Linked DNA regions of Mus musculus: region 2 is linked to region 1. Evidence: chromatin contacts called from public Hi-C data. All regions are on one chromosome and are shown on one strand. Each heading gives the region's core, a stretch centred on a gene start, on an enhancer-like site or on the middle of the called end of the contact. The rest is flanking DNA. Distances are from core to core; before and after follow the strand shown. Region 1 has its middle 35 kb from the start of Runx2os3. Region 2 has its middle 130 kb from the start of Runx2os3.

Evidence for each region. Hi-C and Micro-C count contacts between places; a contact is called where the count stands out from the background.
Region 2: a contact with region 1 is called in a Hi-C map of uterus, with 4 times the contacts expected there. The contact joins two enhancer-like sites. A contact is called at or near these places in 4 of 484 Hi-C or Micro-C datasets (granulocyte-monocyte progenitors, nephron progenitors and uterus) and 1 of 115 datasets of contacts at active chromatin or transcription factors (embryonic stem cells).

Annotation. Positions count from the first base shown.
Region 1 is chr17:44,593,663-44,600,325 of GRCm38.p6, reverse strand. It overlaps a transcript of Runx2 not described here. Among named protein-coding and RNA genes, the nearest start is that of Runx2os3, 35 kb to the right of the region's middle. Within about 2 kb of position 2,020, at least 34 of the 459 cell types and tissues checked have an H3K27ac peak or open chromatin away from gene starts, as enhancers often do. A contact at or near this core is called in uterus, where this site is marked.
Region 2 is chr17:44,429,218-44,435,685 of GRCm38.p6, reverse strand. No RefSeq gene overlaps it. Among named protein-coding and RNA genes, the nearest start is that of Runx2os3, 130 kb to the left of the region's middle. Within about 2 kb of position 2,730, at least 93 of the 459 cell types and tissues checked have an H3K27ac peak or open chromatin away from gene starts, as enhancers often do. A contact at or near this core is called in uterus, where this site is marked.

The DNA.
Region 1 (6,663 bases), core at 771-3,270:
GCGTGGTGTGCATGTGTATTTGAGTGTGTGTACTTACACATATGTGGGAAGGATGTGCATTGCCTGAGGGGACCAAGGTTGACATATGGAGTCACTTTCAATCACCCTGCACTTTATTCATTGAGACAGGATCTCTCATTTGAACCCAGAAGTCAGAGATGGCTAGTCTGGCTGGCCAGCTTGTCTCAGGGCTCTCCTCTGCCTTCCTTGTATCTACTGGAATAACGGGCAGTCTGCCATACCCAACATGCTTTCATGTGGGTTTTGGGCATGCAAACTCAAGTCAGTCTTTATGATTCTGAGTCAGGGACTTTATCCACCCAGCCATCCCCACAGCTCACTTTTTAAAGGCTATGTGCTCTTACCAGCTCATTTGGTCCTACTCTGAGACACTAGGAAGTGAAGTATCCCACCTGCCATTTTTAAAAAGCAAAAGCAAGCAAGCAAAAACAACATACAGAAAAGATCACCCCCCCCCCCTTCTCTCTCAACAAAATTCTGCTGGAAGACAAAGTGACAAAGGAATGTGACGAGTTAGGACCAGAACAAAAATACAACCAGTCTTCATGTGGCTTTGTATTCTACAGGTCTTAGGAAACTTCTACGGTGTCAGAAGTACTAGAGTTAGCCTGAATGTGGGGGAAGGGTAGAGAAGAGCAGAGCTCAGACATAGTGCACTTAGAGATGGTGTGTTAGGTAGGGGTTCCAAGAGCTTCCAAAGTAGAATCTCACAATGGGTTGATTTAACCATACTACAGATATGTTATTTTAAACCAACCAACCAAAAAACCCCACAAACAAACAAAACCCCAACAACAATAAAAAACCAACCCCCCCCAAAAAAACCCAACAACAACAACAACAACAACAACAACAACAAACCCATGCAGCACCGAACTTACAGGGGCAGGGGTCCTGATGAAATGGTTTAAGGCTTTAAATGTCTCCCTCTGTCATCCTCTCTTCCCTCAGTCAAGTCACTGCCTGGTTTTGGAACACCATCCTTTTCAGCCAGTCAAGCAACTGACTAGTTTCACTTTCTGTCTCTGGGTTCTCCTCATTGTTCTGCCTCCCAAAAAGACATGGGCTCTTGGCCTCTACTGGTCTAACCTTCGGCCTAACTTTTCCATTGGAATTCAATATTTAAGATTATAGACCATGAGGGTCATGATGGCTTTGCCCCTTTGGCAGGGGTTGAGGAAACTTTGGCGGGGGAGAAGGTGGCAGTCTCTGGGCAGAGAAAATGTGTCTGGCTATGACCATATTGTCCTTGGGGCATTGGCAGAGGAGAAATTCTAAGATGACCACGGAAGAGGATTCTCACTGGAATCTTCTAGAACAGGTGGTGCAGAAATTGGCTGGTGGGATCAGTTTGCAGTTCTGAGCCATGGGAGGCAGAGAAGTCTCTAAGGAGGGAGCAAGTGCTGAATCTGACCAAGGAGTTAAGTGGTTAATAGGAACTAGGGCTTTTTATTGGCTAATAAAACCTCTCAAGGATCATACACACACACACACACACACACACACACACACACACACACACATATATATATATATACATATATAAATAAATAAATTATATGGTTCCTTCAGGCTCCTAGTCCAGTGCTCAAAAGCAGAAAAAGACAAAAACAACAACAAAAGCTAGTTCTTTTAAATACCAGCACAGCTCAAGTCTTGTTTACTTTTTCATTTCCGCAGTTGTTAAAAAGAAAGAAAGAAAGAAAGAAAGAAAAAAAAGGCTAGTGCTTCAGATTTATCACTCTGGAGCTCAGGACTAGAGGTTCCTGCCTCCTCAGGAAAGGGAACATAAGCCCAGCCTCTCTGTTTCAGGAGAGGGAGACCCATGGTGGAGACTTTAGGAAGAGGGAGGAAGGACAGACCCTGCATGAGCCACATCTCTGATTCCAAATGCAAATGATCTCTGTCCTTTTATTACCGGGGTACTGTTCTCCCGACAGAGCGGGATGTTCTTATTTTTAATAATAGCCAGACCAGATGCTAACTGCTCCCCAGTGACAGGCTGGATGAGCGAGAATGCAAACAGCTGATTCCTGTTAAGAAGAACACCAAGAGAATAAGCCAGCAACTATGAGAATTCTCTGGAAGCTTTTGCTTTGTAAACCCCTGTTTGGCAGAAAGATCACAGAATCTGAGCTGAAAACACAATGTGTCCCCCCTGCGCCTGCTCCCCGTCCGGCTGCTTACTGGGACCCTGAAGCCTCTTGCTTTGCCATGCAGCCCTGTTCTGAATTATCCAGAGGACAGGCTCCAGGTTCCTCCAGAGGGAGGGTCCAAAGCTCTGGTCCCTTTGACTTTGAATGACTGTAGAAAAAAATATTCATCAGTAGGAGGAACTTTTCACTGGCTCCTTTGCCATAGAAAATAGTAAAATCCTGACCACGAGCCAATTTTTTAAAATGGCATCTTTGTTCCATCTTTCTGACTCCTTCTTCCCCCTGTCAGAGCCCATCAATCTGTCAGATTCTATTTTGTTTTAGCATATGAGCCATTTGCAACAGGCTTTCTTCTTTCCCAATGACCTATCAGAGATAGTATAGAGCTTCTTGTTCTGAGAGGACTCGGGCTACCCTGCTATTATTTCTGGGAGACTGAGGTGCCCGTGGTAGGGGTCTATGGGATTTGGCTCCCAGGGCCATATGGGAGACTCATTCCAACAATCACCTTCAGTGTACTTTGTTGTTTTTCCTGTTTACTTCATACTCAATATCCCTAAGCATCCTTTTATCAACATCCATTCTTGCCATTTGGTGCAGAAAGAGCTCCCAGACCTTTTCCTCCTATGCTGTACTTGACATCCAGGTAGCCCAGATGGTACCCGGGGGAGAGAGAGCTTGGTGATCTAAGATGCTCTTCTCTTGGATGGCTTTGAAAGCCGTTGCTTCAATCTCTCTGCAGTAAGTCAGATCTAGTAGTGGTCACAGAATGCCGTGGGCACCTGCTACTTTTTGTAATGTTTCTTTTGTTTTATCTCAGTTTTCCCAGCGGCCCCCTGAAGAGGTTACAGTGTTTCTCTTCCCAACTTCACTGATAGGAAGCTGGGGTTCAGACTTGTCCCAGGTTACAGGGCTATTAAGTCTCAAGCCTAGATCTGCCTGATTGCAAAGGCAGCGCTCCTAAGTCCCGGATTTGCACACAATCTCCTTTCTCATCTATATAATGGAGGCTATGCGAAGCAAATGAATTAACGAGATACGAAAATGCCCTGCAAGGTGTCTGGCACGTAATAGGTGTAAAATAGAGGGTACCTATTATTACTCATGATAATTAAGATGATTATTTTAAAAAGCATACGAAAAACTTTCAATTAGTTTGAATCACAATAAAGCCAGAGCCACAAGTGGGATTTTTTTTTTATGTACAATTTTAACATTTAAAACATCTGAAAGTGATAGTTTTCTATAGAATTTGAACCCTTTTTCCCCCTTTCCTTTTCCTTTTTTTTCTCTTTCTTTTTCTTTTTCTTTTTCTTTTTCTTTTTCTTTTTCTTTTTCTTTTTCTTGTATGTATGTGTAGTGGTAGGGACCAACCCCAAAGCCTTCTGCTTGCTAGGCATGCACTTCACCCCTGAGCTAATAAATCCCTGATTCAAATCCCTTGCATCTTTTTCCCCCTATCAAACATGAAAACTACTTTTGCAGCAGGCCTCTTACCATAGGCACCGTCCCTAAGCAGCACAGAGCCCTCACATCACACTGGCCAGAAATATTAAGCACATCCACGCTTTCAGAACAACGGAGATTTTGGCCCTAATTTGACCCCAGCTATCTGTGGTCTCTTCCAAGGTTTTCCATTTAGTTTCATATAAACACCGCTACTGGCAAAAAAAAAAAAAAAAAAAAAAAAAAAAAAAGTATTCTTGAACTCCATTTGGCAGTTGTTGGACTCATTTAACAGGAAAGAGAAAGGCCACAGCCAAGAAATCCCTGTCAATCAATTCCAACTCTCTCCAATGAGTGACTGTGCCCCCTTCCCACCCCCGCACCTGCCGAAGGGAATCGCACCTGGTGCCCCTTTCTAAGTCTCTAGGACAGTGCAGTGATGATCTAGATGATCTAGGGCCGGCACTACAGCCAGCAATGGAACCCCTGGGGTGCACTAAGTTTTGCACCAGAGTGTGGGGTGTCTGGGGAAGCCCAGGGATGAGACAGAAGTGCTTCCTTTGAACATAGTGGAGGTCCTCTCTCTCCCTGAGCATCTTAAAACAGTTTCCAGACAACTGTCTAACATCTACTTCATATGGACTTAAGATTTATGATGAGAAGCCAGGATGATCAAAATGACTTCTCTCTCTCTCTCCCTCTCTCTCTCTCTCTCTCTCTCTCTGGGTTTCAGTAAATCTTCATTCATCTCCTAGCTCTAGCTAGAATAGTATTCAAGATGGCTGCCAGCAGCCAGCAATAGAAAGCTACAGAGGAATCTTCCTGTTCACCTGGACTCATCTCAGAGGGTTTGCTCACTCATTTATTTATCCTAAAGCCAATCAAAATGTGCCAAACTGAAGGTTATAAAACGTTAGATACAGGGGTTGGAGAGACCGCTCAATGGATAAAGAGAGAACAGATTTACCAGAAGCCATGTAAAAGCCGGTGTGGCAGCCACCTGGAATCTCAGTGCTCAAGAGACAGTCATGGTGATCAGTAAGGCTAGCTGGCTTGTTCAGACTAGCACGATTGATGGACTCTGGGTTCCAAGGGAAGCTGCCTTAGGAGAGACATGGAGAGCAACTGAAGAAGACATCTAACATGAATCCCTGACCTCCATGTACTGCTAGTGCATACCCACACACATTACACATGTGTGTCCCCTGCAAGCACCCACGTACTCCACATACTTGCAAACACACACACACACACACACACACACACACACACACACACACACACGGCAGGGGAGCTAAAAACATTCACCATTGGTTTGTAGAGAGAATCCAGGTAGCTCTGATTTATGGCCATTTCCATTCCTTTTCTCATTCCCGGCGACACTGAGTGTTTGTAAGGTAGGTAGTAGCATTTGTCATCGCACACTTTCATTCCCACCACATGTATGTGTGGCTTGGTGTTTCAGACAGAAGAAGCCTCAGCTATTTTCTCCTTTCTGTCCCAGTAGCTTCACAGCCAGCTCTGCCTCAGGGAGTCGAGGGTGTGTGGAAAAGGAACAGCAGGAGCCCATGGAACGATGTGGGTTCCAGGTCTTTAACCCCTGCTTACTAGATACATGGCCTTGAACCAGCCACTTCACCTCTCTTGACCCTCTCCTTAAGCATGGACAATATTACATTGCCTGCCAGATGGTTTGTTGAGGGGCCATACAACATTCACCTATAGACTCCAATTGGCTTTTAAAATGGGGACTTTTAAGAGCCAGCTAGAGTCTGTCAAATGTCAGAGAGAATGGGCCCCATTGTTTCCCACCGCACTGGAATCATGGTCATTTTGTAGAGGAAGCGGAAATGAAACCCCTAAGAGGCGGGAAATCATTTCTGCAAGATCACACCCTGTGGGTACAGGACTGGAAAGCAGGGCTTCTGGGGTCTCTTTCCATGAAGCTCCTGGACTCTCTCACCTTTGTAACAGAAGCATCCTGTCATCCTATCTTCTCTCAGTTTCATGCACTGTATTTCCATTTGCTACAAACTGAGTCAGACAGAGCCATTGAAACTTTCTTGTGTTCTTCCCAGCACACAGATTTTATATCTCAATGCTGCAGACACCTAACCATCTTAAAGACCGAACATTGCCCTTTCAAAAGCAGGGTGAAGTTAGCTTGCCAGCTCTGACGTAGCGGGTGAAAATTCAGTATGAGGCAGTTGAAGCCATTCATCGCTGGACAGGGCTTTCATATTCATCGGCAATACATCCATTGGCTGATTTTCTCATAGTGGATATGAGTTTGTCCAGTGCCTAGGGCAGTTTTGTTGGCCTTGCTATGAAGACTCTTGTGTTACATTACGTGCCAGTTGGCAGGGTGGGGCCACACTGTCCAGTATCATGACACTTGCTTGTACCTTTTTCTTTTTCCTTTTCTGTTTGCATGACATATGACCTTCAATCTCTGTCTTTTCAATCTAAGAAGCAGGGGACTAAAACTATAAGCGAATAGGTCAATGAGAGCTCATTGTAACTTCTGATGTTGTCATCAGAAGTTACAATGAAATTCATCATAGGACCTCCCCTCTTAATTCAATGACAGACATACTATGGTTGTGTCAAATGCTAACCAATTCAAGTGCTTCTGTGTTGCAGGGAAGGAGGTGGAATGGGGAGGAGAGGAGGAACCCAGCTCTACCCTATCCCTAGCATGAGGAAAGAGTGACCATTGCTTTCTATCTCAATTCCCTAACCTAGTCTGACCTTAGGGAATGAAGGGCTACATTTTTATTACAGTAAGCTCAAATACTGACTAAGCACTTACTAGACGTGATAGATAGGAACATGAACGAGACATGCCTCTGCCCCTAGAGTCATGAAGATCACCTCATCTTCCCCTAGGGACAGATAGTGACACTTCTCCATGCACAGCAGGTGGCATGACAGAGACATGATCCAAGGGCCACAGAGGTACCAGCTCACCCGGGAAAGACTTTGCGTTTGAGCCTCATCAGGATCCATCATTCTTTGCCACCTTAGATCTAAAGCTAAA
Region 2 (6,468 bases), core at 1,481-3,980, 170 kb after region 1:
GTACCAGTGTCAGAGCTGAAGATGGTCATGTTTTTTAATTATTAGACTAGTTGAGAATGTGCCAATATGCCCATAAAATAAATGGCTGATCAGATTACATCTTAGAGAAATGAAGAGCGGGAAGACTGGAGCATGACCTTTCTACAAATTCTCCTTCTCCCCTGCCTTCCCCCATTTCCCCACCCCATTTCTGTTTGAGGGGGTTTGTTTTGTTTTGTTTTGTTTTGTTTGTTTGTTTTTTTTTGAGATAGAGTCCCACACTGTAGCACAGGTTAGCCTTGAGCTCAAGCTGCCCCTGCTGCCTTAGTCTCCTGACCCCTGACACCTCTCTATGCCCAGTGAAATTTCATATTTCTAAGTGGGGTCTTTCTGTTTGTAAAGATGAACTTAGCACAGTGGATGTGAGAATACTTGTAGAAGAAGATGTTCTATGGGTACCAATCGAACGGAGAGACCACAGTCAGGGGACTCTTGGTTCATCTTAAACTGAAGAAAAACATGTTAAGCTGAACTCGATGACTGTAGTTGAGGCTGGGAGTGAAGAGCCGTGTGTTGCATGTCCCATCTGAATATTTTCAGTATAAAAGAAAAACCTCAGCGGGGCAGCTATTTCTTCTTGGTTATGACCCTTGTTATACCAATAGCAGCATAATTCATGGTGCATTATGGGGGAGAGAGAGAAATCCTACTACAAATGCCCATCTGACCCTGAGATAACTTACCTTAACATGTGTGTAGGCATCACGTCACATTTCCATGTAAAATATAGATACCCTGCGTGATACTTAAGTGAACCCGTTATAGGTTTCTCTTTAATGCGTTTTCAGTCAATGACTTCTAAGACATTTGACATTATTTCTGGGGAGGAGATTTCCTGCCTCTTCCACAGCATTGATGAAAATCTAGCTGGGAACAATACATCTTCTGTGAAGCTCTCTCCACAGAAAGTAGAAGAAATAAATCTCTCTTCTCAGCACTGGCTCTGAAGGCAAGCCGAGGAGAGCACAGGGCCTTGGGAGGATTGACACTCAAGGGGAGAGGGGAAAGGCTCCTCAATATGCAACAGGCTCAGGGGACCTGGGGAAAGAAGTCAGTCTGGGGTCTGCTGCGGGGCACTGTGAGGGTCTAAGCCAAGACAGGAAGAGCACAAACCCCACCATTAATAAATGTGTCACTCTTACCTGTCAAGTGGGCCCCTTCGGTGAGAGTCACAGTGGTGTGAAATACAGAGCTTACTTGCCTTAACTCCTCATTTTATGGGCTGGAGGAAACCCATCAGCCAACTAGCCATGTGAAATTTGCTCGATGCTCCTGGCTCACCGAATGGTTAGAGATGAGTCCCAGGCCCTATGCCTTAGGTATTTTCCTTGCTGCTGTGGCAAAAATATTAGACAAAATGAGAGCTAAGGAAGGAAGGGTTGGTTTATTTTGGCTTGTGGTTTGAGGGTTCAGTCAATCATGGCATCCCCATGGCAGTACAAGTGTAAACTGACCGCTCACACTGCATTCCTAGGCAGGAAGCAGAGAGATCTGAATGCTTGCTCCACTCTCTTAATCGTTTTTTGTTCAACCTAGAACCTCAGTCCATCGATGGCACTGATCATGGGGCATCCTACCTCAACTAACCTAATCTGAACTCTCCCACACGGACACAGGCCCAAGAGTTGTCTCAGTTTCAACCACTACACTCACCAAGCCTCAGAAACAATCCTTGGGCAGAAGAGTGAGATCTCTAGCGAGGCGTATCTGAGATATTCCACAGCATTGATTTTGATGAGCCAGTCAGGTTCAACAGCAAGGGTAGACATAGGGCAGACCAATTATCTGAGCCGACGGGTTTCCTTTGTGACCTAGGACATGCCTTGGTGCCATGGTGCGCATGTGGAAGTCAGAAGACAACTTGTAGTAGTCAGTTTTCTCCTTCTGCCATATGGTTGTTGAGGGATGAGACTCGTGTCATCAAACTGGGTGGCAAGTATCTTCACCCACTGAGCCAGAACCTTGCTGTCTTTCAAAGAGACCTTTCAAGAGATACTTGATGCTTGATACTAATCCCCAAATATCCCTGGCTCCCCAGCAGATCTGCTCCTCTTTCCCTTTTCATGGTAGTGCCCATCTTTGTGTACACTGACCTGTTTACATATTCATCATGTCATCATGTGACACTCCCTGTTTGTATGTACAGTTCCTACTTTCAGGAATTCTGGCCCTATAATGTGTGGCACATAGTAGGTGGTTTTTCAGTGTTTATGAATTCAGAAACAAATGAAAGTATTTGGATCAGGTATTAGGCCAGGGCTTTCTCTAATCCTGGATGCATCTCCTCTAGGCAGGCTGTATCATTGCCACTTCACACATGGAAAAAAAAATTCAAGGCTTAATGAATTTAATGGGTTGCTGGAGGCTGTCTGGGCAGCTTGGGGAAAGAGTCTCCTAAAGGTCACTGGCAAAGGTGCAAAGGGAGGCTAGAAAGCAGTTGCTTCTTTACCCTCCCTCTCCTGTCCCCTCTGTGGTCCAGGTCTGGGCTTCCAGAAATTTCTTTTGAAGGAGAAGCCCTGCACTCTGTGGTTCTTGAGGCCCTTTCTGGCTTTGCTGTGGGTTCCTGCAACCTGAAGTTCCAAACAGAGGCATTTGCTAATTTCCTGAAGAAAGCTGCAGGAAGTCTTGTCCCTGGGTAAAAGCTGTTCACAGTAGGTGAGAAAAGGGGAAGTTTTCAGACCACCACACACTTGGAGGTTTCATTTTCAGTGTTGTGTGGAGCTGACAAACAAACCTGAGTTGGCTCTCCTCCCTGTTTCCCTCCTGCCCTGGCCCAGCTTCCCCCCCCCCCTCTTTTCCAGATTCCTGTGAGTGTTTGGTTAACTTTATCCCCTCCTGTGTTATTGTTGTTGTACCACATATTAATGCAGGGCTTCTGTAGCCGGCAGAGTACGGTTGAGTTACAGTAACAAGCTACAAGCTGGAGGAAAGGGCTGCGGTTTCTGGCTGGTCCTGTCCCAGATATCCACCCTCACATCTGGATAAGCGATCATGTGACAGCTCAAAAAGCCAGCAGCATGTCCTGGAGACCATAAAAAATGGGGTCTGTTAAATTAAAAAGGCTTTAACTACTGGCTCAGCTGGTTTGGGGGGGGGGTCTTTCATTTTCTCCCCTCTCTTTTCTGCCTCTTTCTCTCTCTCTCTCTCTGTCTTTTTTCATTGCTCCAGAATGTGTTGAAAGATTTGTGATTGCTATATACTTAATTTAATATCGTGAACCTATCATATTGTAAATTTGTTTGCATGCTTTTCTGAAGTCTAGCCAGCTCTTCTCCATTTTCCTAAGTTAACACAGGGCTTTGTCAATTCTGGGATCAGGACTGGATGTCCTGGTAATAAACACTCCAGAATAAAGAGTCTCTCTTCCAGTTTCCCCAACACCCTATCATCTCGCTGCCCTCTCCCCGCATCCTCCCCCCCCTCCCATAAAGGCAGACTTCAAACTCCTGGTCAAAGCATGCCTCCTTCTTCTTCTTCTTCTTCTTCTTCTTCTTCTTCTTCTTTTTTTTAAACCATCTTTAAGGAAGATCCTGTAGGGCAACCGGCTTTAAAATAGTACTAGTTAATAGAAATGTCATTGTTCTTGTTGGATAAAGTCCAGAACAGATTGGAAGTAAAACACATCTTGAGATGTTAAACAGCAAAGCACCAGCAACCTCAATTCCTACAACTCAAAACAAACCAAAAAGCAAAGCAAAACAAAGCAAAGCAAAACAAAACAAAACAAAAAAACCCAAAACTCTTATTTTCATTTTCTTGCACAAATAAAACATTCTTGTGTTGCCCACTGGACATATCCTTCTCTCTGATTTACCACGATTGCAAAAACCAGGATTAAACAAGGCACCCGTTCCAAAACCAAAAGTCTGTTTTCTCAAACTATCAAAGAGAGAATAACTTTGGAAGGGAGTGCATGATAGAAGATGAGAGGCAAGCAGTGCCTGGTTTCTGGTAAAAGAATAAACAGCCAATTAGGAAAAGTGCTCTCTCCCAGCATCCGTGCTATCTGTTGGCGGTGGCTCACTTTTCAGTTTAGGGGAATGTAACAGAAACAATACCAGTAAAACCCTAGCAGCTTTGGGTCTCTTACATGACACGTCATCTTACTTTAACCCGTGAACCAATCAGGTCGGTATTTTCAGTAGACCATAGGCTTCCTATGAGCCCCCATCTATGTGTCTTGCTCACTATCTGGCCTTCAGGGTGCAGAGGAATGAGGGGCCCTTTAACATTGCTATTCATTTTCATGTTGGGGGCCTCTATGCCTCTCTAGATGCACACTCCATGCTCACCTGGGCTGGGCTCCAGAACAGCAAGTGTCACCTGTGTTTCTAGGATCCTTATGACCTATGCTCATGGGCTCTCTATACCTGTGTCCATGGGCACTTTGTGATTTGCACTCAAAGGTTCTCAATGATCTGTGCCCACCGGGCTGTCTATGACCCATGCCCATGAACCCTCAATGACCTTTGTAATAGGATCTCTGCAATCTGTGCCCAGGGTGCCTTCTGTGACTTGTATCTATAGGTCCTCTGTGCTCTGTGTCTAAGGACCTTCTATGACCTGTGTTCATTGCTCCTCTGTGTACATGGGCTCTATATGACCCTGTGACCTGTATCCACAGGGTCTCTATGGTCTGTGCCTATGGGCTCTAATTCCTTGTCTCCCCTTTGAACACAACCCATTGAGGTGATCGGAATAAACCATCATTACAGATTGACCGAATGCCTCCACTGAGCCTGTAGCTCCTGTCAGGCCCAGAGGTGGTGAAGACTCCCTTCGCATTCTGGTCTGACAGTCCTGAGCTGTGTTTGCAATAATCCTACCACTAAACCCATAAACACCTTCATTGAGGGCATCCATTTCCTCCTTTATATCCAACTGAGATCTCGGAAGAAATTAAGATTTATTGGCTAGACCACGAAGGTTCCATTACAGAGCTCCATGCCTGTGGACAGTTGCAGTAAAGTGGTCCATCGTCTCCTCCCATCACTGAGTCTTGGGAGATGCGGTAACTGCCCCCTCCCCCAACCTAAAAGGTCCAAGTAAATGTTAGAGATGTTTCGCCACCAAGACAGGAGCAGTTCCAGTCCATCCTTATGCAGGTTTCTTTGTGGTTCCCGGTGTGATCTGCCACCTAGGGACGGTAGAGTCACTGTAGAACCAGCTACCTACTCATCCTGTCAATCAAATTTACTCATTCATCATCCTGTACGAACTGAAAAACGCCCACAATACACCACAGATACGGGATGCCAATTTTATTTTATTCTGAATGCTACCTAGTAGGTTCTTCAAACACGGCATTCCAGAAAGTTCTGAAGCAGTCCAGTGTCAAGGAGAAGGAGAGTCAGGGTCGACTATTAATGTCCATTATTGGTATAGAAGTGAAACATACATTGTGAATATATGTGAACATAAATTCACACAATCAGAGTTTGACATCACTGTGTTAGATGACTGGGGTAAGTGAAAAGAAAAAGAAAAGAGAAAAAAGAAATCACACCAAACAAACACCAAAACCCGAAACCCAGACCTCCTGGTAGGAGGCTTATCTTTGTTCCACTTCTGTGGGCTCTGGGTTAAAACTCAGTGTTTTCTCAAGGACTTCTGATGTTCCGTAACTGCCTTGCCCTCCAGACAAATCACCCCAGCGGTGATTTGATTATACCAAGGCGTAGCTCACCAGACGGTGCCTGTTTTCATTATTTACAGTCAATATTGTATTTTCTGGGTTAGAAAATACAAATTAAATGGAAAGTTTTTCATCTACTTGCTTGGCATGTAAATCGCAGCCCACGATGACTAGACAGTTCCCAGACTTAATTAAGATGAAGGCTCACTAAGCAAGGGATTGAAGAAAATCTTTCTTCACGGACCTATCTTCCGGCCCTTTAATAAGGAAGTAGACACATATCAGGAAAGTTACTCCCTGAAGCCTCTTGATTTGGTTACAGTCTATTGTAAAAGATGTCCATAGCTCTACTCAAGACGTTAGACTGACGTAAAGATTTCCTGGCGTCCAACTTCCGGTGTCCTGGAAATTCATTCTTTGGGCGATCAGATTTCCTGGTGGCCCTGCTTGGCACCTGCTCCTCTTTCCTGAGTACTCTCTTTGCTGCTGTCTCAGTTAGTAGCCCTGGGCAAACCACCTGCACACACTTCTTGGGCCCGATGGGAAGGAATTAGACAATTAAGAGACAATACAGGTGTTCTCAGGTTCAGTTAGAGTTAGTTCCCAACGAACTGAAAGCTAAAAACATCAGAAGACGAACAGCTCCTTAATGATTTCAACATCATCCACCTGTTTGCCCTCACAGTTACGTGGCCGACTGGAAAGTGCAGCTCCACTCCACTGCCCCAGCATCTCAATCGAGTATCACTGTGAAGATTTCCAGAGCAAGCAAAGAGAAAAATTCCCAAATCAAA